Linked DNA regions of Mus musculus: region 2 is linked to region 1. A link is a contact called in public Hi-C data. All regions are on one chromosome and are shown on one strand. The core of a region is the stretch at or near the end of the contact, and the rest is flanking DNA. Distances in the headings are between cores, read along the strand shown. Region 1 has its middle 85 kb from the start of Gm22633. Region 2 has its middle 43 kb from the start of Gm17644.

Region 1 (6,103 bases), core at 17-2,516:
CTGAGGCAGGGTCTCCCACTTGAACTCAGAACTTACCAATACAACTAGTATAAGCATCTGTAATGCCTGCCCAGCTCTTAAGTAAGTTCTGAGGGTTAACACAAGTGCTTTTTACACTGAGCCATCCTGATGGTTTTATCTTTCTAGCCTTAAAACAACAAAAATATAAAGGCTGAAGGCCCTAGCATGAGCTTGCTCCATTGGTCCCTAGTTCAGCTTTGGTAGCATATGCACACGTGCACATTTATTGCTTTGGGGAAAGTAAACATGGCGGATTTCTGCTGTTGCCCATGCTTGTTACTGACATCATGAAAGGAAATGGGTTTGTGACCCCTGAGGTGTGCTGATTCTGGTCCTCCTCACTGCTCTTGATGCAAAGCTGCTGTTGTGAAGAACAGTAATGGCTCCTCTGCAGCAGCACTCTGGTGCCTGAGATTGACCACCATCACACTACTTGCCAGTTACTATTGGCAAGAAGCCAAGCACCAAGAGGTCAAAGATCAAGTGTTGTGCCAGAGCTTGCATCTCCAATCACCTCACAGCCACGGGCAAAACTGTCCACAGTTATGTCTTCAGAAACATGGCTCTTAAACAGAAGGCCAGACAGGAAGGCATGACCCAGGAGAGGCAAGAACAAGATGTTCTTCCAGAAGCTTCTGTTCTTAGATGCCTTTTGTTTCCACCATTAAACTTTTTTTAAGGGCTTGTGCTTGAAAACAACATGATCATCTGTAAACCTGCCTTTCCCCGATCAGCTAATGTTAATTAGCAGTCACTAACGTGAACAGTCTGTGGAAAGTTAATGTTGGAATTGAAATGATTAAAAACCTGCATAGTGGAGCTTCACAGCTCCATGCCCCGAAAAGCTGGCACTGTTCCTGGACCTATGCGATACCTTCAGAATTAATAATGTTTAAAAAGTGGTTTTGGAACAAAAAATGTAAATGCTACGCAGGAATATAAAACAGACATTCTCTCTTCTGGTCATCTTGCTTTGCATATTGTTTCATCCGGTTCCAGTTTTCTATAAAATGTGGTTTTCATGCCGCAGCTTTCCTTACCTGCTCTTGGACTTTAAGTCAATACTTTCTGATTCCAATTCTTGGCACAGAGGAGTCATGCAATACTCCAAGGGTCCCCAGTTTCAAATGGAGATAAGAAAGGGAAGAGAAATTGAAAGTTGGGGAAGGGCACTGCACTGCTCCTGCTGTCACAGGAAGATGCAGCTGTCACAGGCCTTCTTGGACCTTCCCTGCATTCCAGAAGACCGCTGCCTCCTCCCCATGGTTCCCATAACACTCCACAGGGTTTTCCCTGATGACACTGTAAACTGCTGGCTGATTGTCTGGGTCTTTTGTGAATTTGTAGTGAGTTGTGACACATCAGAAGTCTCAAGCAAGGTCATAGACTTTGAGGCATTGCCAGAAGAGAGGATGAATCACAGAAAAGTTCTACAAAGAATTGGATTTGTTTTTATATACATGGGAAAGGTGGTGACCAGAATCTGTCTTCAGTTAAACACTGAATGGCTTGTTTAAGTACCAAAACCCAAGTGAATTATAGAGAAAATAATAACTATGACAGACTTGTTAAGGGTAGTTTTCAATTTAATATGTAGGCACATGCTGTGGTGCTTACCCAGAGAACCCTGTGCTATAGCTTTTCCTTGGTCCATGTTTCCAGGACTTAGGGAGTGTGCACATATTGATTCAGCTCCATATTCTTGGCTCCAAGTGGCAGAAATAATGCAAAAGAAATGATGCAGTCTGTTTGCTTCCACATTCTCATTTTAATGCTCAGCTAGAGGTTTCCATTCTGAGGTTTTCATTTTTTCCCTTCTCAACATTCTATGGAGACTTGAAAGGACTTTAATGTTTGATACTATAAGAAGAATTACTTCTGGTGATATTAATTTTCAATAGTGGGATGAGTTAATGATTCCTTTATGCAACTGTCTTCACATATGCTGCTTCATGTGATAACTGATGTATAGCTCTTGTTTCCACAAAGCAAATCAGGGAAAAATACCAAAAATGGGGCCAGGGATTCTGTTAGACCCAAAGAGGGTAGTGGCAGAGCTAATCTTGGTCCTCAAACAAAGTCAGAGTTTTTTTCTCTTCCTGGGTTTATATGGCTTCACACTCCCTGTAGAGAGGGGCTTGGTCTTCCTCCCTCTGAAGAGACTGTGTTTGTCAGTGTTAGATATGATTTTAATACCCAAAGACAGGCAATGTTCGTACCTCCTAGTTCATGGTGGCGAACCCTGGGGAAGTGTGTAATCTAGCATGTGTCCCGTGCTTCCCATATCAGATTTGAATGCCACAGAGAGGGAGTTTAATTCTGCTCCTCTTTGACATGGGTCAAGATGCTTGGACAGAAGAAAGTACACATCCCCAAAAGGCAAAGGCAGCACCTATCATAGGAGATTTGTTATATTTTCTATGTATTGGCTTGTAAAGGGCTTGTCAATACCTACTTACCTATCAAGCTAAAAAGAGTCTGTTGACTGTTGACTTTTCAACCAGGCTGCCTAGTCTTTTTTTTTTTTTAATCCTGTTTTATTTGCATCTTATTGTGATTTTAAAAAAATTTTTTTAATTAGGTATTTTCTTCATTTACATTTCCAATGCTATACCAAAAGTCCCCCATACCATCCCCCCCACTCCCCTACCCACCCACTCCCACTTCTTGGGCCTGGTGTTCCCCTGTACTAAAGCATATAAAGTTTGCTAGACCAATGGGCCTCTCTTCCCAATGATGGCCGACTAGTCCATCTTCTGATACATATGCAGCTAGAGACACGAGCTCTGGGGGGGTACTGGTTAGTTCATATTGTTGTTCCACCTCTAGGGTTGCAGACTCCTTTAGCTCCTTGGGTACTTTCTCTAGCTCCTCCATTGGGGGCCCTGTGATCCATCCAATAGCTGACTGTGAGCATCCACTTCTGTGTTTGCTAGGCCCTGGCATAGCCTCACAAGGGACAGCTATATCTGGGTCTTTTCAACAAAAATCTTGCTAGTGTATGCAATGGTGTCAGTGTCTGGAGGCTGATTATGGGATGAATCCCTGGGTCTGGCAGTCTCTAGATGGTCCATCCTTTCGTCTCTCAAATGCTATCCCGAAATTTCCCTATACCCTCCTTCTGACCTGCTCTCCTACCCACCCACTCCCACTTCTTGGCCCTGGTATTTCCTTGTACTGAAGTATATAAGGTTTGCAATAACAAGGGGCCTCTCTTCCCAGTGATGGCCGGCTAGGCCATCTTCTGCTACATGTGCAGCTAGAGATATGAGCTCTGGGGGTACTGGTTAGTTCATATTGTTGTTCCACCTATAGGGTTGCAGATCCCTTCAGCTCCTTGGGTGCTTTCTCTAGCTTCTCCACTGGGGGCCCTGTGTTCCATCTTATAGATGACTGTGTGCATCCACTTCTGTATTTGCCAGGTACTGGCATAGCCTCATACGAGACAGGTATAACAGGGTTCCTTCAGCAAAATCTTTCTGGTATATGCAATAGTTTCTGGGTTTGGTGGCTTATTATGGGATGGATCCCCGGGTGGGGTAGTCTCTGGATAGTCCATCCTTTCATCTTAGCTCTAAACTTTGTCTCTGTAACTCCTTTCATGAGTATTTTGTTCCCTATTCTAAGGAGGAATGAAGTATCCACCCATTGGTCTTCCCTCTTCTTGATTTTCTTGTGTTTTGCAAATTGTATCTTGGATATTCAAAGTTTCTGGGCTAATATCCACTTATCAGTGAGTACATATCTTTTGTGATTGGGTTACCTCACTAAGGATGATATCTTCCAGATACATCCACTTGTCCAAGAATTTCATAAATCCATTGTTTTTAATAGCTGAGTATTACTCCATTGTGTAAATGTACCCCATTTTTTGTGTCCATTCTTCTGTTGAGGGACATCTGGGTTCTTTCCAGCTTCTGGCTATTATAAATAAGGCTGCTATGAACATAGTGGAACATGTGTTCTTATTACCAGTTGGAACTTCTTCTGGATATATACCCAGGAGAGGTATTGCTGGATCTTCCGGTAGTATTATGTCAAATTTTCTGAGGAACCTCCACACTGACTTCCAGAGTGGTCATACAAGCTTGCAATCCCACCAGCAGTGGAGGAGTGTTCCTCTTTCTCCACATCCTTGCTAGCATCTTCTGTCACCTGAATTTTTGATCTTAGCCATTCTGACTGGTGTGAGGTGGAATCTCAAGGTTGTTTTTATTTGCATTTCCCTGATGATTAAGGATGTTGAACATTTTTTCAGGTGCTTCTCACAGGTTGCCTAGTCTTTCAGGCAGGCCATCTGTGGTAGCAGGTACTAACCCCTCCACAGAGATTGCTTTTTAAAAATGGAGAAGAGCCGATGCAATAAATGTACCAGATGGAGTGAAACCTTGACTCAGAACAAGTTATAAAGTAGTTATTCTTTACCGGGAAGAATTATCCATCACAGGTCATACTGACAAGGAGTCAAATATTGGTTCTTATAGCTCAGGTGCTGCAGCTGCATATGTCGGGGAGGGTTACTCAAAACACCACTCACTAAGGAGCTTCACACAACTAACTGCTGCACTTTGTACTTTAAACTTAACCTAATTTATGACATCATGTGTGAGTTGGCAGTGGGGTGACAAAACACTCTCAGAACTTCTCTCATCTAATTACTGTCACACTGATACATGTAGAAGATATATGTAGGAGGTTTACTTAGACAGATAAAGATAATGTAAGTATTGTGAACTAAGTTTCACTAACTCTTCTCTTTTCCCCACTTTAATGCTTCTTAAGAACAGGCTGAGCTTCTTTTCATATTCTAACCTAGAATTATATGTTACTGTGCAGAGCTGGCAAAGTGGAGTGTACTTAAGACATTTCTGTTTAATTCTCCAAGTCTTTCACCAGGATCATTCCTTCACATTAAAAAAAACAAACAAAAACATTTTTTCAACTATATAATATTATTCTCTGAAATCTTTGTTAAACCCTTTACTTAACATATTCCTTTAGTATTTCATTAGTTAAAATGATATGATCAGAGCATAATTAAGTTTATTTTGAATTTTTTGTACACAAGTCTATACTGGCACATTGGTAAGCACTTAAACTATCAGTACCTAGAAGAAACATGGTTGTTTAAAGAGGATTAAGTATCTTAGGAAGTTTTATATTCATCCACAAAGCCACAGACTTGTGAGATGACTCAGAGGTTAAAGTGTTTGCTCTGCAAGCAAAAGGACTAGGGAAGATTAGATCCCTGAGAAACCACAAAAATATGAGGTGAGTATAGTGACCTATCTATAGCCCCAGCCTCAGAAGGCAGAAATAACACATCTCTAGGATAAACCGGCTAGCAAATCTAGCCATATCAGTGAGCTCTGGGTTTGATTGAGACTGTTGTGTGTAATTTTATGAATTATGCTTCCTCTTGCCTGGTCTCCTTGCCTGGTGCGGCAGCCCCTCAGGACTTAGCTTTGAGATCATGCCACTGCTGACTCCACTTTCGTCTGCCTGTTCCTCCTGAGAATGCCTGGAGCTACTGCTCACATTCCACAAACCATCCACCCCTGTGACTTGTCTGCTGACCACCAAAGACCACTGGGGTCTCACTCAGCTCCCATGCTAATTCTCCCAGTCTCCACTTGCTGCTTGCCCAGTGCCACAATGGCCACTTCACCCAGCTCCCTTTATCTTCATAGAAGAAAAACACTAGAGACTTTTATATTTTAAAATTGACCAGATAACTCAAGGGCTGGGTGAAGAATATTCTGCCCCATTCTCCTTGGCCTCCACAGTTGCCCGAGGAGGCTACAAACTATCAATGCATTGAGAAACCTACATGTCTACAGCTTACTATCTGCTCCACCATCTGGTGCCACTACCAATACTCTCTGTCCCCGTCTTCCTGTCCTGCTTGGAAATCCCACCATATCTTTCACCCAACAATTAGCTTCTGCCATCTTTATTTAGCCAATCAACAATTAGGGAAAGTCTCCCTACATGAGACTACCTGTCTCAAAGAATAAAGTGGAAGAATGATCAACTAGGATGACTCCCATCCACCTCAGACATTCCCAGGCACCTACATGCA
Region 2 (6,687 bases), core at 3,002-5,501, 330 kb before region 1:
ATTACTCTGATACCTAAACAACATAAAAACCCAACAAAGAACTAGAATTTCAGACCAATTTCCCTTAGGAATATCGATGCAAAAATCCTCAATAAAATTCTCACAAACGGAATCTAAGAACACATCAAAACGATCATCCTTCTTGATCAAGTAGGGCTTCATCCCAGAGATGCAGTGATGGTTTAATATATGGAAAACCATCAACATAATCCACCATATAAACAAAGACAAAAACCACATGATCATCTCTTTATATGCTGAGAAAGCATTTGGCAAAATCCAACACTCATTCATGATAAAAGTCTTGGAAAGATCAGGAATTCAAGGCCCATACCTAAACATAACAAAAGCAATATACAATAAACCAATAGCCAATATTAAACTAAATGGAGAGAAACTTGAAGCAATCCCACTAAAATAAGGGACTAGACAAGGCTGCCCACTTTCTTCCTTCCTGTTCAATATAGTACCTGAAATCCTGGCCAGAGGAACTAGACAATTAAAGGAGATCAAGAGGATGCAAATTGAAATGAAAAAGTCAAAATATCACTATTTGCAGATGATATGATAGTATATATAAGTGACCCTAAAAATTCCACCAGAGAACTCCTAAGCCTGGTAAACAGCTTCAGTGCAATAGCTGAATATAAAAATAACTCAAACTTTATTATATGTAAGTACACTGTAGCTGTTTTCAGACACTCCAGAAGAGGGTGTCAGATCTTGTTCCGTGTGGTTGTAAGCCACTATGTGGTTGCTGGGATTTGAACTCAGGACCTTCAGAAGTGCAGTCAGTGCTCCTAACTGCTCAGCCATTTCCCCAGCCAGAATTGATCCATTCTCATCTCTTTGTACAAAGCTCAAGTCTAAGTGAATCAAGGACCTCCACATAAAACCAGAGACACTGAAACTTATAGAGGAGAAAGTGGGGAAAAGCCTCGAAGATATGGGCACAGGGAAAAAATTCCTAAACAGAACAGCATTGGCTTGTGCTATAAGATCGTGAATCGACAAATGGGACCTCATAAAATTGCAAAGCTTCTGTACAGCTAAAGATACTGTTAATAAGACAAAAAGGCTACCAATAGATTGGGAGAGGATCTTTACCAATCCTAAATCTGATAGTGGACTAATATCCAATATATACAAAGAACTCAAGATGTTGGACTCCAGAAAATCAAAAAACCCTATTAAAAATGAAGTACAGAGCTAAACAAAGAATTCTATACTGAGGTATACAGAATGGCTGAGAAGCACCTGAAAAAATGTTCAACATCTTTAATCATCAGCGGAATGCAAATTAAAACAACCCTGAGTTTCTACCTCACACCAGTCAGAATGACTAAGATCAAAAATTCAGGTGACAGCATATTCTGGTGAGGATGTGGAGGAAGAGGAACACTCCTCCATTCCTGGTGGTATTGAAAGCTGGTATAGCCAGTCTGGCAGTTCCTCAGAAAACTGGACATAGTACTACCAGAAGATCCAGCAATACCTCTCCAGAACATATACCCAGAAAATGTTCTAACTTGTAATAAGGACACATGCTCCACTATGTTCATAGCAGCCTAATTTATAATAGCCAGAAGCTAGAAAGAACACAGATGTCCCTTAACAGAGGAATGGATACAGAAAATGTGGTACATTTACACAATGGAGTACTACTCAGCTATTTAAAACAATGAATTTATGAAATTCTTAGGCAGATGGATGGATCTGGAGGATATCATCCTGAGTTAGGTAATCCAGTCGCAAAAGAGCACACATGATATGTACTCAGTGATAAGTGGATATTAGCCCAGAAACTTAGAATACCCAAGATACAATTTGCAAAACACATGAAACTCAAGAAGAAGGAAGATCAAATTGTGGATACTTTGTTCTTTTTTAGAATGGGGACACTTTTGCATATGCCAGGAAGATTTTGCTGACAGGACCCTGATATAACTATCTCTTCTGAGGCTATGCCAGTGCCTGGCAAATACATAAGTGGAGGCTCACAGTCATCTATTGGATGGAACAGGGCCCTCAATGAAGGAGCTAGAGAAAGTACCCAAGGAGCTAAAGGGGTCTGCAACCCTAGAGGTGGAACAACAATATGAACTAACCAGTACCCCCAGAGCTGTGTCTCTAGTTGCATATGTAGCAGAGGATGGCCTAGTCAGCCATCAATGGGAGAAGAGGCCCTTGGTCTAGCAAACTTTACATGCCCCAGTACAGGGGAATGCCAGGGCCAGGAAGCAGGAGTGGGTGGGTTAGGGAGCAGGGCAGGGAGAGGGTATTGGAGACTTTTCGAGAGGAAACTAGGAAAGGGGATAGCATTAGAAATGTAAATGAAGAAAATATCTAATACAAAAAACAAAACAAAACAAAAACGTATTGAGTTATGAGATACTTTAGCAAAATGGCCCTTTCCAAAATAGGCATGCTGATTTATACTTTAGCCCAAAAGGGAATACTATAACACTTTATTCCCCAACATTATAAATATAATTGTAAGATATCTAGAATAAATTCAGTAAGAGGATAATGAGATTTAAAATTTCAGAACTAAAACATGCCCCCTCCCTCCAAAAAAAAAAATCACGGATATGTCCCATTCTCAAAAAACATAGAGTTCCCTTAAAGAGCTGCGTAAATGTTTAATTTAGCTAGAAGAATGATAGGTTAAAAATTAAGAATTTAAGGATAAGGGACTGGAGAGATGTTTCAGAGAGATAAGCTCTTGTGGAAGTTTGAAGACATGATTTGAATGCCCACAACCTGTGTCAAAGTGGGCATAGTGGTGCCCTCTGAAAACTTTGTGATCCCATGGTGAGAGGGAACACAGACGCTAGAGAATCCTGTGTGCTCTCCTGGTATATTCATTGATAAAACAGAAAAGATCCTGTCTGAAACAAAGAACAAGGTAAGGACTGATGTCTCATGGATGTCCTCTGATGGACATGTGTATGCTGACCTCACACAGATACAAACTAAAAGAATTAGGAAGTTGTGGTATGTAACTGAGACTAATTACATCTTCAAGTGATGCCATGATTACGTAGGATGCACAGTGCCCTCCTTGACTTTTTCTTGCTAGATGGGAAAATTATAAGAGAAGAATTGAAAAGTATGTTAAGTCTTTGGACATTTTCTTGGTTAACCATTGATATAGGTAATGCTGCCCCACAGTGCACAGCACAGGGTGCTATTTGAAAGCAAGCTGAGCAATCTCAGCAAATCATGAGGAACAAGCCAATAAGCTGCACTCCCCTGTAGCCTATGTGCCAGCTCCTGCCTCCACATTTCTGCCTTGAGTTCCTGCCCTGACTTCTCTCAGTGATAATAGAAGTATAAGCCACATAAACTCCCCCCCCCCTTTTTTTTGCCTTTTTTTTTCTGAAATAGAGTTTCAATATCTTGTTCTGGCTGTCCTAGAACTCACTAAATAGACTAGGCTGGCCTTGAACTCACAGAGATACACCTGTCTCTGCCTCCCACATGCTGGGATTAAAGCTGTGTGCCACTGCACATGATGCTTGGCTGTGGTCTTTATTACAGCAATAGGAAATTGTTGTGTGACAAAACTTTTTCTGGGAGGTGAAACCATATGTCTACTTAGTTCAGATAGGAAACCCATAACAGACCAAAGTATAGATATTGTAAGAGATGGGTATGGCTCAGGATCTCAGACTAAGTTCTCAGCACAAATCGTATTTGACCCAGAGGAACAGAGGGCAGGGAATAAGAGACCAAGACAGGAGATAGAGACTGAGGAAGAAGGGGAAGGAAACAAGGGAGATGGGGCAGGGGCATTTGTCCCAGAGTGTGGGACTGCCTCTGGATAGAAAGGAGACACACAGGAAAATGGTGGTTCATAAAGGTGAAGGGGGAAACCCTGTGTAAGGATGAGTTGTTTAATTTTAATTGGGCATGTTAATTAGGTGAGATAAAGGGTGCTTTTTATTGCTTGACTTCAGTACTTTGATAGCTGGGCCTTGGTAGTCAGCCTCAGAAGGAGGAAATGGCCAAATCATGGAATAGACCTTGGTGGCCACCTTTATGAATGCAGCCTAATGGTTTTTAGCAAGTCAGAGGAAATGGGGGAGAAGAACAAGGCCTGCCAGAGCCATGTTTGCCATGTCTGGACTAGCTAGAGTCTTTCAGACACCAGTAAAGTCCAACTTGGTTAGTCAGTGAGTTTCGTTGTGGTTACTTACAAGAATTGAGGAGTTTCTTACAGTAGCAGATATGACTCAGAGACAGCCGCATCACTTAAACCCACCCTAGCGCTGGTGACTTCTCACAGCAGCTGGAAACCTGGAGCATGTTGCACATCCTGAAGGCGGCTCATCTGGTTGGAAAGCATCCTTTTCAAGTGACTCAGTGGCTCTAAAACCACTTCCAGGCAGTTTGGCTGGTTTCTGCTTTTTCCAGACAGCTGGTCTGGTCTCAAGAGTGTTCTTTGAAGCTTATCTGCTCTGAGAAGGACTCTTAGCTTTTATTGCTTGCTCTGGCAGGGCCTAGTGAATCTGGTCTGCTTCAGGGACATCCTGAAGCTATTTTGAGTAGTTTATCTTCTTTCTGTTTAAAGAGTTTCCCTCCAGGGTGAACTATTTCAATCTCTGAGGAAACTGTTCCACAATATAAGAGAAGCGGGACAAACGGAGCTATACATGTGTGGTGGAATGAAGAAAAATCTGGACAGGAGTTTCAAGAGGTGTAAGTTGAATTTTCATTCAAAAAAATCCACTTTATAGCCTGCCCTGCTGCAAGGCCTTAAAGCAAGAATGGTCAAGAAAAGATGAGCACTTTCAGCAAAGCCACCTTAGCCTTTAACATCCTTCCTGGTGGAGCCCCCTCCCGCCCCCCCCCCCCCTTCCGGCACCAAGACCAAAACCGAAGCTGGTTCCAAGTTGCAGATGAAGCCATTAAGGTGAACACCACACATCTTGTAAGAAGAGCATGGGTATGTTGAAGGGGCACAGCATGAGCTTTCAGGAGCATGCACTGACCCAAGCTGGCCCAAGTCGAGCATCAAATGAGTCAGCTAGTTAAAGGGGATCTGTCTATCAATACTGATATAGCAATAACAAAAGCTAAGGGGAAAGGGAAGGATACAAAGTGCTTCAGGAAAAATCCCAGCTAATTAAATGTGGACCAGAATGGGAAAATTGCTGTTTACAGGCACAAGTATATCGTTTGGTTCAAACAATGATAAGCAGTTGAGCTTAAAAGCACGCATTAATTACAAAGAAGTGAGTAGGCCTTTAAATGGGAGAGCTGACAGAAGCTACATTCACCAAGGCATCAGATACATCACCGTAGTGGCTTGGAATAGATCCTCTTGAAAGCAGTATCACACAGGAGCACCAAGACAGTACGGCTTTCACTGCTCAACCTGTATTTCACCCCAAGGAAGAGATCAGACAACTGTAGGACACCCTCTGAGACAAGCGGTCCAGACCCTTGACACTGCCGAGGCCAAGACAGGAACAACAAGTTGAAAGAATCTACCTTGAGTCTTCACACAGACAGGACAAAATACTTAAAGGGCCATGATTTCAGCAATTCTTTCTGAAATCTCTGTCAACATTCTCTCGGCACTCAGTGCTCAGAATGTGCTATAGTGCTTACAATTTCTGGGTTGGTATGAAGGTTAGATAGAGTTTTATTGTCAGAGTCTTTACAGCTTTTCATTAGGTCAAGACATCTGTCAATATAAATTGTTGGGCAGGGGAAAATAAATAGAAATATTTTGGGTAGAAACAGGCAATGTACAGCTGATGGTTTAAACCAATTTAAAAGCCTGAATTTTGAGCAGGTACTTTCTGCACTTAAATTAATGTTTCAATCTAACACCAGACTGCCATTAGGTGTATCATTAAAGCTGTGACTTCTGAGTTTGTACTGCCAGGAGGGGACATGCTTGGGAATGGGTTTAATCTCCTCTTATGTGCCTGGCAGCTCTGGGAAAACAGAAAATACAGCTGACTGTCGAGTTCTTGGTCATTATTGTAAGATGCAGAATTTTGAAGGTAGGGGTAAAAGGAACTAGAATACTGGAAAATTCTGGAATTTGTCCATAACCTTTCCTTTCACTAATATGTAGATGAAAATGCACACCATTGTAGAGAATTCAGTTTCTGTTTTGATCAGTTTTCAGATTTTAAAACATACATTTAGGAATTGGCCCCAAACATTACTGAGTATGCATAGTGAGTGACAAGCCATTATGAAGTGTTTGCACCAGGAAGGAGCCTTTACCAAAGGCTAAAATCTCAAGGTGGATGAAGAAATACCTTGTTTTGGGAGCAACAGGAGCCAGAGACCCGAATACTTAGTCTTTTATTGTCTTTCTAGTCTTTTCTTTTTTCCCTTTCTTCTCTTGTCCTCCCCTTCTCCTCCTCCCCCTCCTCCTTCTCTACTTCCTCCCCCCCCCCCGCCCCCCCCTTCACCTAGTTTTAGGCTCTGATGTTCCTCTATGGAGCAGGGAACAAGCTCACTAAAAACCGAGGTGTGCTGGAATGTATCACTGTGTGTATCTACTACTTGAGAAAGAGAAATCCTCAGTGTTCGAGTCATTTCAAAATGCCCAGTGGAAGTAATTTGATTAGCTGCTTTGGGGTCAGGTGTCTCCTTCTGGACCAATCAACTGTAAGTATTTAGTGGTCGGGCAGGCTTATGTCTACATTCCTCATGGTC

What was found. A called contact is a pair of places that touch in the nucleus more often than the background predicts.
Region 2: a Hi-C map of myocytes shows a contact between it and region 1, with 1.8 times the contacts expected there. The contact joins two enhancer-like sites. A contact is called at or near these places in 5 of 484 Hi-C or Micro-C datasets (adipose-derived mesenchymal stem cells, cerebral cortex, embryonic fibroblasts and 2 more) and 1 of 115 datasets of contacts at active chromatin or transcription factors (embryonic fibroblasts).

The regions. Positions count from the first base shown.
Region 1 is chr1:12,287,189-12,293,291 of GRCm38.p6, reverse strand. No RefSeq gene overlaps it. Among named protein-coding and RNA genes, the nearest start is that of Gm22633, 85 kb to the left of the region's middle. Within about 2 kb of position 1,266, at least 14 of the 459 cell types and tissues checked have an H3K27ac peak or open chromatin away from gene starts, as enhancers often do. A contact at or near this core is called in muscle stem cells and myocytes, where this site is marked.
Region 2 is chr1:12,621,000-12,627,686 of GRCm38.p6, reverse strand. No RefSeq gene overlaps it. Among named protein-coding and RNA genes, the nearest start is that of Gm17644, 43 kb to the left of the region's middle. Within about 2 kb of position 4,251, at least 26 of the 459 cell types and tissues checked have an H3K27ac peak or open chromatin away from gene starts, as enhancers often do. A contact at or near this core is called in muscle stem cells and myocytes, where this site is marked.